Linked DNA regions of Mus musculus: regions 1 and 2 are each linked to region 3. A link is a contact called in public HiChIP or PLAC-seq and promoter capture Hi-C data. All regions are on one chromosome and are shown on one strand. The core of a region is the stretch at or near the end of the contact, and the rest is flanking DNA. Distances in the headings are between cores, read along the strand shown. Region 1 overlaps Dnah2 (dynein, axonemal, heavy chain 2). Region 2 overlaps Dnah2 (dynein, axonemal, heavy chain 2). Region 3 holds the start of Gucy2e (guanylate cyclase 2e).

Region 1 (4,317 bases), core at 708-3,207, 230 kb before region 3:
ACACCCAGCCATATAAACAGAAAATGGGAGTAGAGGTAGGAGAATCAGGAATTCAGGGCTAACCTTGGCTACATAAGGAATTTGAGGGTAGCCTGGTCTAGAATACACACACACACACACACACACACACACACACACACACACACACGACAGAGAGAGAGAGAGAGAGAGAGAGAGAGAGAGAGAGAGAATATGAATATGAATGGATGATGTAAGGAAAACCAAAGCTCGCTGAACAACCTGAGAGAAGAGCTCTGGTAGGAAGGCCATTAGGTGTTACTAGTGGGAGGGAGGAGGCAAGGGAGGAGAGGGGATGTTGAGCCAAATCCCTGAGACAAGAGACTTTTTTAAATGCAGGGCAACAGACAGTATGGTAAAGAGTTTGAAGGAAAGTATTAGCCCTGGGAGAAGCAAGGAGTCTACTTTGTAAGGGTTTCTGAGAAGAGGGGTGGTCTTGTATCACAAGGAAGCAGGCTTAGTCAATGTATGATGTGTGACCTATGGTCTGCGACAGAAGTAAGGGACTGGGCACATTGCCATTCACGCCACACGGCAGGAGTCACTCTCGATAGGAGGTGGGGGCTTAGTTAATGTGTGACCCAGAAAAGGTGATGGCAGTGAGACTGACCCCCCTTCCCTCCAGCCTGCACCCCACCGTGCGTGTGCGTGTGCGTGTGCGTGTGCGTGTGCGTGTGTGTGTGTGTGTGTGTGTGTGTGTGTGTAGGGGGTGTGCTGGGGCTGGGCTTGTCCTTGTCTGGCTTGCATACCTATCTGCTTAGGACTTGGTTACCTGCAGGGCCTAGGTTCCCTAACAAAAGAACCCGAACAAACAAGAAAGAGCCTGGTGGAGAAATAGATAGGCCAAGGAGAGGAAATACAAAGCAAACCATCAATGGCCTCTGCTGGGGAGTGGTGGGCATCTCTGCAGACACAGGGACTCTGGGGGTGAGGAGGATAGCCGGTCCCCTCTATGCATTCAGGTCAGCCTGGGCCACCAAGACTCCACCCTGAACAATGATCAGAATTATCCAAGTGAAATTCTAATGAAATGCTATTAAGAAAGGACTATGGCAGACAAAGGGGAGAAGAGATAGGATTTAAAGGAAAATCTAGGTGAGATAACATTCAAACAATTTCAAAAGTCACAGAGAAGAGCATGGAGGGATGAGGTCCTTGCTCACAGCTAAAGGAAATCCCACATAAACGTGGACTAGAACAGTCCTTTAACAGGCTGCCCCTGGGAAATTCTAGATATTGAACAAGAAGACTATTTCAGCTGTTTCCAAGGAGGAAAAGAAAAAAGAGGCAAGAGACTAAAAACAACCACAAACCAGGCTGTTCTGTGTCTCAACAATAATGTTAAGTATGCTAATAATGGAGCAGCCTTCAAAATTCCAGGGGTAAATAATTTCTGACTTCAAATTCTGTCTCATCCAACCTATCTTATAGAAGGCTAGATCAGCTACACTTTCAATTATGCTTATTTCAAACAAACAAAAAGCCTCTAATATGTTCATGAGCCGAGAGAATGTGGCCTCACTAAAGTGTAGGTACAGACTATGAAAAGTTAGCAGAGAAGCAGACACAGGAATACCATTCGTTCAAGAGAAGCTTAAATAAAGCTTCAGGGGTTGGTCAACAGAGAGCCCAAGATGGCAGTCACAGGGTGAGCAGAGAGACAGAAGGCAGTAGGAGGAGATCAAGGCTATCAAGCCTCTTCAGTGCGTGAACCCTTCCTCTATTGATAAATAAAATCCAAAGGCTTCAGGAGTGTGTCTAACAGAGAAATTGATAAGTGATGTGACCATCATTCAGACACTCTTAATTAACTAGCAGAGTTTGGAGTTAGCTTTGTGATAAGGATCTTGAAACCCAGGTAAGCAACAGGCACAGAATCTGTTAGCGCCCTCGGGGCAAACACGCCATCTGGAAGAAAAGTCCCCGCCCTGACGGTAATCCTCGGGAGTGTCTCCTACATGAGACACACCTGAAGCTGAAGGACAAAGGCTTGGGAGTCTCAGGGGAGGAGGTCTGCCAGATCGCTACGCATCCAGAGAGAGCTGGGGAAGCCAAGACAGACAGACAGACAGCACAGCCTTCAAGGCAAAACGCTTTACTGGAAATACAAAGTCACCTCAAGATAAAAAAAAAAAAAAAAAAAAAGGTTCAGATTGTCCAGGAAGATAAAATAGATTGAATTTGGATGTACTTAAGATGCAGACTCAAAAGAACTAAAGCTAAATTGGCTGAGATGTCAGGAGAAATAGATAAACCCATAGAATAGAGGCGGGTTTTAACCTCTTAGTAAGTAAACCAGGCTGACTGAAATTTACGGTCATGGAAGATTTGAACAACACAACGGACAACTTTGAGTTGATTCATAGTTGATTCATAAAGAGCATATAGACACTGAACATGTAAAGGCCATGAGTCTGCCTCAAAAACTTGAAGGCACCCATTCAGCATATGTATTCTGACTACAGTGATAACTACCCTTTTCAGACAAAGCAAGCTTTGCATTTTTATTTATTATTATTATTATTAGTGTGTGTGTGTGTATGTGTGCATGTGAAAGAGTGTGTGTGCATGATCTATGTGTATGGGCATGCCTGCCATAGCACATGTGTGGAGGCTAGAGGGCAGCTTTGTGGAGTTGGCTATGAATGACCAGAGTCAGCACAGGACACAGCAGCAAGACTAAGTTCTCAGCACCACGGGAGATTTATTTGCCCCAGAGGGACAAAGGGCAGGGAATCAGAGACAGATGAGGGTGAGAATGAGGGAGAAGAGAAAAGGAACAAGGGAGAGGGGGAAAGCATAGTTGCTCTGGAAGGACAATGGACTGCCTCTGGATGGAGAGAAGACAGATGCGGCCCCATAGGCAAATGACAGTTTATAAATGGGGGAGAAGAACCCAGTGTTAGGACGAGTTGGTTAATTTTGATTTTGAGGAGTTTGGTTTGGTCAGCACAGCATTCAAGGTGTAGGGGTGTCTCAGATATCTTGCCCAGTATTAGCAGCAGGATGTGGCCTTTTCTTCCAGACTATGCTGAAGCTGGCTGGACCTTGGTGGTCAGCTACCTTTTATATTTACATGGGCTCTGGGGGGGTCAAAACCCCAGATCACCATGCTGGCATAGCAAATGCCCTTGGCCTCGGCACCATCTTGCCATCCCTAAAGCAAACTATAGAAAGATACAACATTAAAAAGTTAAGGAAAGGGGCTGGAGAGATGGCTCAGTGGTTAAAGAGCACTGACTGCTCTTCCAAAGGTCCGAAGTTCAAATCCCAGCAACCACATGGTGGCTCACAACCATCCGTAACAAAATCTGATGCCCTCTTCTGGAGTGTCTGAAGACAGCTACAGTGTACTTACATATAATAAATAAATAAATCTTTTTTAAAAAAAGTTAAGGAAAATATACAGACCCATGTACAGAAAAATATAACAGACAGGCTCGCGCTTGTGATCTCAGTCCACAGGAGGTGAGGCTGGAGGGTAACTGCTATTTTGAAGGAATCCTGGGCTATATAATTGGCTACAGAGTAAGACTGTGTCTCAAAAAAATAAAAATATTGGAGGGGGTGGTGGTGACTCACACCTTTAATCCCATCACTAAGAGGACAGAGGCAGGCAGATCTCTGGGTTTGAGGCCAGCCAGGTCAGAGTGAATTCCAGATATGCCAGGGCTACACAGAGAAACCCTGTCTTGAAAACTAAAAACCAAACCAAACCAAACAAACAATCCTGGATGTAGATTTTTTTTTCTGTTTCTTTCTGGTGAGCAGTTATATGTTATATGTTAGCATTTGAAGGATCTAGTTAAGGAGAAATACAACTTTCTATAATGTAAAAGTATGTTTTGTGGGGGAGGGTTTTGTTTTTGTGGTGTGTGTGTGTTGTTGTTGCTTTTCAAGACAGGGTTCCTCCATGTATCTTTGGATGTCCTGGAACTCACTCTGTAGACCAGACTGGCCTGGAACTGAACTCAGAGTTCCACCTGCCTCTGCCTCCCTAGTGCTGGACCCCTGACTCATCTGAAAGTACTTTTTAAATTAATTCATTTCTGTGTATGTGGGCATTTTCTTTTCACCACCACCAAAGGCCAGAAGAGAAGGTAGACTCCTCTGGAGTTATAAATGGTGGTTGTTGTGTTTATTAAAAGACACAGAGAGAAGGGAATATGTTTTGGTGGAGGTGTAGTCAGGTATGGAGCAAGAGGGTGCCTCCTAGGGCCCATGCTGAGGCATCCCTTCCCCCAGAGGGCCCAGCTACACGATGGTATAGTATAGAATAGAAGTTATTCAGGGCATTGG
Region 2 (4,881 bases), core at 1,125-3,624, 250 kb before region 3:
ATAAACCTTATGGCTTAGAATAAAGGAGAGACAGATGGGGGTGGGGCATGGGGGTAGGGGACAAGGACAGGAATTGGGGGGGGCATAACCCCAGTGTGGGAAGACTTTCTACTCCTTCTTATTTGGTCTCCCCTTTCCCAGCGTGTTAGATGTATGTATATGAGAGCCCTCTGTGAGCTCTGAGCACCAGGCTGCAGGTTGCTCACCACACAGACCTTTGGGGGATTTTGAAATCCACAGTAAAGCAGAAAGAAAGAGGGTTTCTGGCAGAGGCAGTAGGAAAAGGATTCATGAAGGAGGCTCCTGCCGAGCTGTGAATTAGTGCTTCATCAGGCGGAGATGGGGACATGGTGGGCACAGGGGAAAACAGCAGAGGCCGAGCGAGGTGCAGGTGGGAGCCCACCAGTGAACAGACCAGTCAAGGAGGCAGACGGAGGGACCTCCATGCAACAGCATGGTCCCCGAGACATCCTAAGGCCACCACCATGTTATGGATGTAGATGGTCAAAGAGTCCCAGGGGAAAAAAAAAACAAAACCAAAAAAAAAAAAACCCTAAAAACATTCGAGGTAAGCCCATCTGTAGTTCCAGCTACACAGGGGGCTGAGGCAGGAGGACCACTTGTGTTCAGGAGTTTGAGTCCAGCCTGGTAAAATGCAAAAGCTCTTATCTCCTAAATGAAGCTCCTGAGGCAACTGAGCAACTGAGTGGGAAGCTGTGGTGCAAGACCAGCCTGGACCAAGGCAACTCTAGGGAGGGGGACGGGGTGCTCAGGCTGAGGCTGCAGTTTTGTCCTGCCCAGCCCTTGGGAGGTGGACACCGCTTGGTGTGGGTGATACCTGGCAACAGAACCAGCTAGGACTGCAGGTTTGAGTGGAAGGAAAAGAGTGGAGCCGTGGTGTTGGGGTCACCCGTGGGGGAGTAAAGCCCGCCTAACAGATGTGTGGCCTCACAGCTACACGGAGGTGGCGAACAATGTGCAGAAGGAAGAGACGGTCCTCAACATCCAGTTCGTGATGCTGGACTGCTCTCACCTCAAGTTCTCGCTGGTGCAGCACTGCAACGAGTGGCAGAACAAGTTCACAACCCTGCTCAAGGAGATGGCAGCTGGGCGCCTTGCGGACCTGCACTCCTACCTCAAGGACAATGCTGAAAAGTAAGGATTGCCTGGGACACACGGGCATGGGGGCATGTGTGAGTGTGTGTGATTTGTGTGTGCAGGTGTGTGCGCATGTGCATGCAGGTGTGTGTGCCTGTGTGTGTGCCTGTATGTGTGCGTGTGTGTGTGCATGTGTGCATGTGCCTCTGTGTGTGTGCATGTGTGTATGTACAGGTATGTGTGTGTATGCACCTGTGCATTTGCCTGTGCGTGTGTGTGCACGCATGTGTGTGCATGCACGTGTCTGGGGATGTGCTTTTTACCTAATCCTTTCTTTCCTGACTTTTAGAATCAGCCACCCTCCCCAGACGCTGGAGGAGCTAGGGGTCAGCCTGCAGCTCATGGACACCCTGCAGCATGACCTACCCAACCTGGAGACTCAGATCCCCCCCATTCACGAGCAGTTTACCATTTTGGAGAAGTATGAGGTGCCAGTTCCGGACACTGTAAGTTCCCGAGGTGTTTGGTCCACCCCAGTCTCAAGCATAAAGCAGTGGTGACAGCCGGTGGAGGACCTTGTCCAGAGAAGTGAGAGAGGTGCAGAACTCCAGAGGACCCAGTCTAACTCAAATGATGCTGCTCCCCATCCGTTGATGACCTTCTTTTAGGCCCCAGCAACTTGAGATTAGTTTCTAGGGGATCGATCACGCACACAGAGCCTATTTATGAAGAGTCGGGCCCAGTGAATGGAGAGTGGGGTGGGGGTGGGGGCCAAGTGTTGCCCAGCATATGTGACGCCCTGGAAGCCTAGTCTCAGTGGGGAGAGGCCTGCTCCATGTGGGTCATCCTCCCTTCTGTTCCTCCCAGGTCCTGGAGATGCTGGAGAGCCTCAATGGGGAGTGGCTCACCTTCCAACAAATCCTGCTGGATAGCGAGCAGATGCTGAAGAAACACAAGGAGAAGTTCAAGACAGGCCTTATCCATGCCGCCGATGACTTCAAGAAGAAGGCACACAACCTTCTAGAAGACTTTGAGTTCAAAGGTTTGCCTTACTCCACCGCTCTCCCTCCTTTAGTCTTGGCTTTGGGCACTCAGCCTTTAAAATGTCTTGGGGAAGGTGAAAACAGACGGGGACATGGCCCGGCACACCAGAAGTCCCGGTGGGCAGCCCAGCGAAGGGAAAAAGCTACTGGGCAATGTGGGATGAGCTCACCAGAGCTGTGGGTTTCTGGTTGGGAGGGCTGGGCCGGAAGTGTTCTTACTTTGACTTCCTGCCCTCCACCTTTGCAGTCCAGATTTGGTGACCTTCCCTAAGACAACCCCACACACTCCCTCCTTCCCTTTCCTCTCTCCTGTGAGGGCAACAGTGGAATTTGCCCACTTAGTTGAGGGAGCCACAGGCTGGCCTTTCAAGAGGCCGTGGACCTGAGCAGGGGGGGGTGGGGGGTGGGGGGGGGGTGGTGGTGTGTCTGAGCCACACCTTGGCTTCCTGCAGGGCCGTTTACCAGCACCGTGGGCCACACGGCTGCACTGGATCAGATCGCACAGATGCGCGCCATGCTGATGGCCATGCGGGACGAGGAGAACAACCTCCGCTCCAATCTGGGCATCTTCAAGATCGAGCAGCCGGTCTCCAAGGACCTCCAGATCCTGGAGAAGGTGCTGGGCTGAGTGGGGCCCCGTAGAAACCAGGGATAAATAACAGGGATAGGACACTTCTCAGGGCCCGGGAATGGCTAGGACCAGGCTGATACGTTAGTTAGCAGCTTTGTGAGTTTTGTTTGTTTTGTTTTTGTTTTTGAGACAGGGTTTCTCTATGTAGTCTGGGCTGTCCTGGAGCTTGCTTTGTGGACCAGGCTGGCTTTAAACTCACAGAAATCCACCTGCCTCTACTTCCCAAGTGCTGGAAGTAAAGTCACAGGCCACCACTGCCCCATGTTTTTGTTTGTTTTTTTTTAAACTGAGATAAAATTCACACACTAGCCCAAGTATTTCCCACAGTTTAGTGGCACCGAGGTTATTCATAGTGCTGTGCAGCTGTCACCTCTGACTCTCATTTCAAAACATTTCCATGGGGTAGCTGAGATCACTGGGTAGCTGAGACCACGGGGTAGCTGAGGTCACAGAGTAGCTGAGATGGCTCAGGTGTTGCTTGCTGTCCAAGCCTAGCTGTAGAGGTAGAGGGCAAAAATGGACTTCATAAGGCTGTGATCTGACTTCCACATGTGCACAGTGACACACATGCACCTGCACACACACACACACACACACACACACACACACACACACACACACCCCACATGGAGTGTAAAGAGTGCTGGCTGCTGTCTTAGTATTCTGTTGCTGTGAAGAGACATCATGACCAGGACAACTCTTATAAAATAAAGCATTTAATTGAGGGCTGGTTACAGTTTCAGAGACTATAGGGAGCATGGCAGCATGCAGACAAACATGGCCCTGGAGAAGTAGCTGAGATTCCTACATCCAGACCCACAACCATCAGAACTTGAGAGAGAGCCCCTGGGCCCACTGAGGCTTGTGAAACCTCAAAGCCCACACTTCCTCCAGCCAGGCCACGCCTCCTCATCCTTCCCAAGTAGTGTCACTTCCTGATGACTAAGCATATGAGCCCATGGGAACCATGCTTGCTTTAACCCCCACATTCCACTCCCTGACGCCCCCCCCCCCCAATTAGGCCTGTAGATAGAGCATAATACAAAAAAATGCATTCAGTCCAACTTCAGAATTTCACATTGTAACAGCCTCAACACTGTTTCAAAATTCCAAAGTTTAAAGCCTCTTTTGAGACTCATGGCAATCTCTAAACTGTAACTCCCAGCAAAATCACAGTCAAAAAGTGGATCACGCCCGGCATGGTGGCACACACCTTTAATCCCAGCACTCGGGAGGCAGAGACAGGCAGATTTCTGAGTTCGAGGCCAGCCTGGTCTACAGAGTGAGTTCCAGGACAGCCAGGGCTACACAGAGAAACCCTGTCTCGAAAAACAAAAAAACAAAAAAAGTGGATCACAGGGTGCTGGAGAGATGGCTTAGCAATTAAGAGCACTGACTGCTCTACCAGAGGTCCTGAGTTCAATTCCCAGCAGCCACATGGTGGCTCACAACCATCTGTAATGGGATCGGATGCCCTCTTCTGGTGTGTCTGAAGACAGCTACGGTGTACTCACATATATAAAATAAATAAATAAATAGATCTTTTTTTTTTTAAAAAGTTGATCACATACTTCCAACATACAGTGGCATAGAATATCCATTTCCATTTCAAAGTGGAGGGAAGGGAGCATGGTGAGGAAATAAGGGACCAAAGGACACCATGCCAGAAAGCCAGCAGGGCCACCTCCATCTCGGCATCTCCATGTCTGATGTCAAAGCGCTCTTCAGATCTCCAACTCCTTTCAGCTTTGTTGGCTGCAGCTCACTTCTCTCTCCTGGACTGCTTCCCTCCCTGTTAGCGGCTTTCCTATGGCTCCGGCATCTCCTGTATCCTGGGGTCTCCAAGACAATCCAGGCTTCACCTTCACAGCTTCACACAGTGCCTCCTCTGGGCCTCCATACAGGGACGCCCTGACACGTGCCTGGCCTCGGTGGCTTTCTTTAGCCCCAGAAGGAGATTCACAACCCCTTTCTTGTATCCTTGATACTAAAGCCAGAACCATGTGGCCAAAGCTGCCGAGTTCTGCTGCTTGCTAGAGGCAGCGGCTGGCTCCCTTATTATTTACATCTGCACAGCTCTCTGTTATTGATGATGTTCCCTTCTGAGCT
Region 3 (4,674 bases), core at 311-2,810:
TTCTTGTAGATTTTTTTTTTTGAGACAGGGTTTCTCTGTATAGCCCTGGCTGTCCTGGAACTCACGTTGTAGACCAGGCTGGCCTCGAACTCAGAAATCCACCTGCCTCTGCCTTCCAAGTGCTGGAATTAAAGGCGTGCGCCACCACGCCCAGCTTCTTGTGGAATTTTTGTAATTCTACTTGTTTAAAGTTTTTCCCTAAAGCTTGCATATGAGTTGGAAGGCAGGAGAGAGGGAGGGAGGGAAGAGAGAAATTATGCAGGAGATGAAAGATAACAATTTAATCAAAACTAACCACTGAAGGGGTAAATGAATGTCCTGTGCCTGTAGATAGAATACCTCAGAGCAAGGGGGTACGGAGTGGCTGCAGCAGTCCCAAGCCTGGAGAGACCAGTCAACAGGTCCAGACCTTACTTATTGGCTGGCTCTCAGCACACAGGTGTGGCTCACAACTGTGTGTAACTCCAGCATTCTGATGCCTCTTCTGACCTCCATCGGCCATTGCACACATGTGGTGCACACATACATACATACATACATACATACATACATATACTCAGGCACCCATACATATGTAGAAAATAATTTTTTTTTTGAGACAGGGTCTATGTGTAGCCTTGGCTGTCCTGGAAGTCTCTAGGTATACTTGGCTGACTTCGAACTCATAGAGATCCATCCACCTGCCTCTGCTTCCCTTGTGCTGGGAACAAAGGCTATTACACTCTGCTATAAATATTTTTTTTACAGTTAAAATTGCAGCAATTATATGTTTGCTGTCTATCAACCTATGAACAATAGATGGAGTGACAGTTTATAATTGTGAAAAACTTAACATCTATGATGTTCTTCAAAATTTCCCCCTAGCTTTAGTGTCCACGGATGATTTTTAAAATTAACTCTATTATCTTATTTATCTTTGTCTGTATGTACAGACAGTGCACCACCAGGTGCTTTCTCTCAGAAGCTAGCACTGGATCCTCTGGAATTGGAGTTACAGATGATTGTGAGCCATCATGTGGGTGCTGGGAAATGAACCTGGGTCCTCCGAAGAAAGCAGCAAACGCTCCTAACCATTGAACCTTTATCTCTCCTCCTTCCCACAGATGATTCTTTTCTGAGACGGGGTTTCTCTGTGTAGCCCTGGCTGTCCTGGAACTCACTCTGTAGACCAGGCTGGCCTCGAACTCAGAAATCCGCCTGCCTCTGCCTCCCAAGTGCTGGGATTAAAGGCGTGCGCCACCACGCCCGGCCCCACAGATGATTCTTATCTGATTCCCTTTTTGAAGAGACAGCTGAAAAAGATAAACATTTTATTTTCATATGTAAGTCTGACGTTGAATTCGTGCGCGGTGTGAGGTACAGTCCAGATTCGCTTTCTCTCCCTGTATGATTAGTTAAAGCAACTGTGGCTGTCTAGAAGCAGGGCAGACCCCACTCTACAGAGGAGCTGTAGAGACTCTCAACCTCCATCAGCCCGCCCTGTTCTGCTTGATTAAAAGATCCTAATCGGCTTGGAGGGATTAAGGGCTGCAGCGGGCTGTTCCCACACCCCCCGCCCTGGGCTGGGCTGCCAGGGGAGACCGAAGGGGCATCGATCCTGTGACCCCTTAGCCAAGCCCTAGCCCCGGACTTTCCGGTAAGTAATGAATGACCCACACAGGAACTTCGGTCCTGTATGAAGGCGTGGGAGTATTCCCCACTGAACCCCCAAGACTGCTGAAGAGGAAGGGAGGATAAACAATCTAAGTACAAACAGGCTAAACCAAAAAGACCTTGGGGCGATGAGCTGGGCTGCCATCTAGGGTCCTGGAAGCCAAGACACCCTAGGGGGTTGGGCGGAATTTGAGAAACAGGCTTGAGGGGAGAACCTTACGGGAGTGAGTGCTGAGGGCCCTCAACTCTTATCTTGTTCGCTCTGTGTTCACAGAAGAAGGCAATGAGCGCTTGGCTCCTGCCAGCCGGAGGGCTTCCCGGCGCCGGGTTCTGTGTCCCTGCGCGGCAGTCTCCGTCCAGTTTCTCGCGGGTCCTGCGCTGGCCAAGGCCTGGGCTACCGGGACTCCTGCTACTGCTACTGCTCCCATCTCCTTCTGCCCTCTCTGCTGTGTTCAAAGTGGGGGTGCTGGGCCCCTGGGCTTGCGACCCCATCTTTGCACGGGCCCGACCAGACCTGGCTGCGCGTCTGGCCGCCAACCGCCTGAATCGTGACTTTGCTTTAGACGGCGGCCCCCGGTTCGAGGTTGCGCTGCTCCCAGAGCCCTGCCTGACTCCGGGCTCACTAGGGGCTGTGTCCTCTGCGCTGTCTCGAGTCTCTGGCCTGGTGGGTCCGGTGAACCCCGCAGCCTGTCGGCCAGCCGAACTGTTGGCTCAAGAAGCTGGAGTAGCGCTGGTGCCCTGGGGCTGCCCTGGCACGCGGGCGGCGGGTACTACAGCCCCGGCGGTGACCCCCGCTGCAGATGCTCTCTACGTCCTCCTTAGAGCATTCCGCTGGGCGCGCGTGGCCCTGATCACTGCACCCCAAGACCTGTGGGTGGAGGCGGGACGCGCTCTGTCCACAGCACTCAGGGCCCGGGGTTTGCCAGTTGCCCTAGTGACTTCCATGGAGACTTCAGACCGGTCTGGAGCCCGGGAGGCCCTCGGGAGGATCCGAGATGGGCCTAGAGTTAGAGGTAAGCTCCCCAGTAGAGTGCGGGCAAGGTGGGTGGGTCCTGCCGAGAGTGGACAGCGTAGCGAGCCAGCCTCTGTGTCCGTCCGCTCCGCAGTAGTGATCATGGTGATGCACTCGGTGCTGCTGGGCGGCGAGGAGCAGCGCTACCTACTGGAAGCTGCAGAAGAACTGGCTCTGACTGATGGCTCCCTGGTTTTCCTGCCCTTCGACACGCTTCACTACGCTTTGTCTCCAGGCCCGGAGGCTCTGGCTGCATTTGTCAACAGCTCCCAGCTCCGCAGGGCTCACGATGCGGTGCTCACACTCACGCGCCGCTGTCCTCCTGGAGGCAGCGTGCAAGACAGCCTGCGCAGGGCTCAAGAACACCAGGAACTGCCCCTTGACCTCAACCTGAAGCAGGTAGATAGATTACAAAAAGAGAAGAGGGAGGAGAGCCAGGGAAGTGAGCTGAGAACAGACAAGGAGAGAAGGATGGAACTAGAGGGAAGAGGAAGGTGTAGCCAATGGGCAAGGAGAGGGTGGAGCCAATGGGCAAGGGGAGGGTGGAGCCATGGGCAAGGGGAGGGTGGAGCCAATGGGCAAGGGGAGGGTGGAGTCAATGGGGCGTAAACTGTAGCGGCATCTGAGCTGGAGTTTCCTGGGTGTTGTAGAAGCTCTGGTTTGGCTTAGCCTCTGCCTCCCAAAGTGCTGGGATTAAAGGCATGCGCCACCACTGCCCAGCGTCACAACAGTGTTCTTAACTTTGTGAGGGCCCTAATGTGAAAGAAAGATCCCTAGGTGGAGATGGGGGCTCCAAAGATAAATTTCCAACATCCAAGTAGTAATCAGAATTTCTTGAGTCTCTAGGATCCAAATTCAGACTATCCAATACCATCCCAGTCACAAAGGGAGTCTAGAAGCTACTGAGGTAGAAGGGAAGCTAGATATCAGTAGGAAGAAAATTAGCAATCAAGAGAGTCATATTCATGCCAGGCTTAGTGATATGGGTTTGTAATCCCCCATATACAATAGGCTGAGGCAGGAGGGTGGAAAGCTCAGGCTCTTCCTGAGCTACAGAGTAAACTCTGGTTTACCATGGGCTTGTCTTAAAAAGTCAAGAGATGGTTGTATGCAGCACGTGGGTAGGGAACTTGCCCAGGCTTGGGTAGGCTACTTGCCCAGGCTTGGGCAAGGCCTTAGGTTCAATTTCCCAAAATAAATAAGTAGCCACACCCAGAGTCAAGAGGGACCACCACTGAAAGAAGGTGGGGTGTGGGGTGGAGAGTCATACTGGACTATTCCCCACCAATGCCTCTAGCCTTCTCCAAGAAGGTATTTGGGGTAGAGGAGAAGAAAGCTTGGGAATAATTAATAAAGTAAGGGTAAGATGGGACAGAGAATCTGTCAGTCATGGAGAAATGGGAGGAGCAGAGGTACTTCCATTAGCTGTCATGAAGGGCACAGCCAGCTGACCATGCTGGAGACCCGATTCCCCTCCTGGACCCCACGAACCCAGGCGTGAAGCCCTATTACCTTGACTTCTGAAGGTTGTTCGAATCCACTCATACTCCCCTTCCTCACTGACACTGCCCTGACTCAGGGCACAACACTTCTGGACCCAAGTCCAGAATCTCAAAATGCTCACCCGACCCAGGCTCTCTCTGTCAATCAGTACAGCAGGTTTCAGAAATGGGGTGCTCTACAGTTTGCATGCCTGGTTCAAGGCCTCCTGGGAGCATCTGGATGGCATCCTGAGTTGGGAGCCTTCATTACTCTGTATAGATGGAGGTCTCTCCACATGGTCTAGTAGGTCTTGAGTCTTCCTTTCTCTTTCGTCTTCCATGAACTCCAGCCAGACTTTAGGTTCTTAAGCGTGTTCTCTTTTTTCTCTCTCCTACCACCCCCCACCCCCTGGAGAATTCTGATTAATACCTGGGTGATGATCACGCCTTCTGGAACCTTCTACCTCTTCTTCCTCATTTCTAAAGCTTCCTCGATTCCCTCTACCCCCATGTATCACACTCCCTTAA

Evidence for each region. Promoter capture Hi-C pulls out the DNA fragments that hold promoters and counts their contacts. HiChIP or PLAC-seq counts read pairs in DNA pulled down with a chosen protein or histone mark.
Region 1: a contact with region 3 is called in a promoter capture Hi-C map of embryonic stem cells, with 2.7 times the contacts expected there. The contact joins the enhancer-like site here to the promoter of Gucy2e in region 3. A contact is called at or near these places in 19 of 39 promoter capture datasets (the 3T3-L1 cell line, 3T3-L1-derived adipocytes, the C10 cell line and 12 more), 7 of 115 datasets of contacts at active chromatin or transcription factors (embryonic basal ganglia, embryonic forebrain, embryonic stem cells and 2 more) and 3 of 9 other capture datasets (adipose tissue, liver and pancreatic islet).
Region 2: a contact with region 3 is called in a CTCF HiChIP or PLAC-seq map of CD8 T cells, with 5 read pairs. The contact joins the enhancer-like site here to the promoter of Gucy2e in region 3. A contact is called at or near these places in 19 of 39 promoter capture datasets (the 3T3-L1 cell line, 3T3-L1-derived adipocytes, the C10 cell line and 14 more), 1 of 15 datasets of contacts at CTCF or cohesin (CD8 T cells), 1 of 484 Hi-C or Micro-C datasets (bone marrow-derived macrophages), 10 of 115 datasets of contacts at active chromatin or transcription factors (bone marrow-derived macrophages, embryonic basal ganglia, embryonic forebrain and 4 more) and 3 of 9 other capture datasets (adipose tissue, liver and pancreatic islet).

Annotation. Positions count from the first base shown.
Region 1 is chr11:69,467,116-69,471,432 of GRCm38.p6, reverse strand. All of the region lies in intron 39 of Dnah2 (dynein, axonemal, heavy chain 2), which reads left to right. Among named protein-coding and RNA genes, the nearest start is that of Kdm6b, 53 kb to the right of the region's middle. Within about 2 kb of position 1,957, at least 16 of the 459 cell types and tissues checked have an H3K27ac peak or open chromatin away from gene starts, as enhancers often do. A contact at or near this core is called in embryonic stem cells, where this site is marked.
Region 2 is chr11:69,489,379-69,494,259 of GRCm38.p6, reverse strand. It overlaps Dnah2 (dynein, axonemal, heavy chain 2), which reads left to right. Exons shown (of 86, transcript NM_001081330.1): 19 at 955-1,155; 20 at 1,448-1,604; 21 at 1,966-2,140; 22 at 2,594-2,757. Among named protein-coding and RNA genes, the nearest start is that of Dnah2, 57 kb to the left of the region's middle. Within about 2 kb of position 2,374, at least 16 of the 459 cell types and tissues checked have an H3K27ac peak or open chromatin away from gene starts, as enhancers often do. A contact at or near this core is called in CD8 T cells, where this site is marked.
Region 3 is chr11:69,233,908-69,238,581 of GRCm38.p6, reverse strand. It overlaps Gucy2e (guanylate cyclase 2e), which reads left to right and starts at 1,560. Exons shown (of 19, transcript NM_008192.3): 1 at 1,560-1,636; 2 at 1,928-2,666; 3 at 2,760-3,064. The coding sequence starts at 1,937.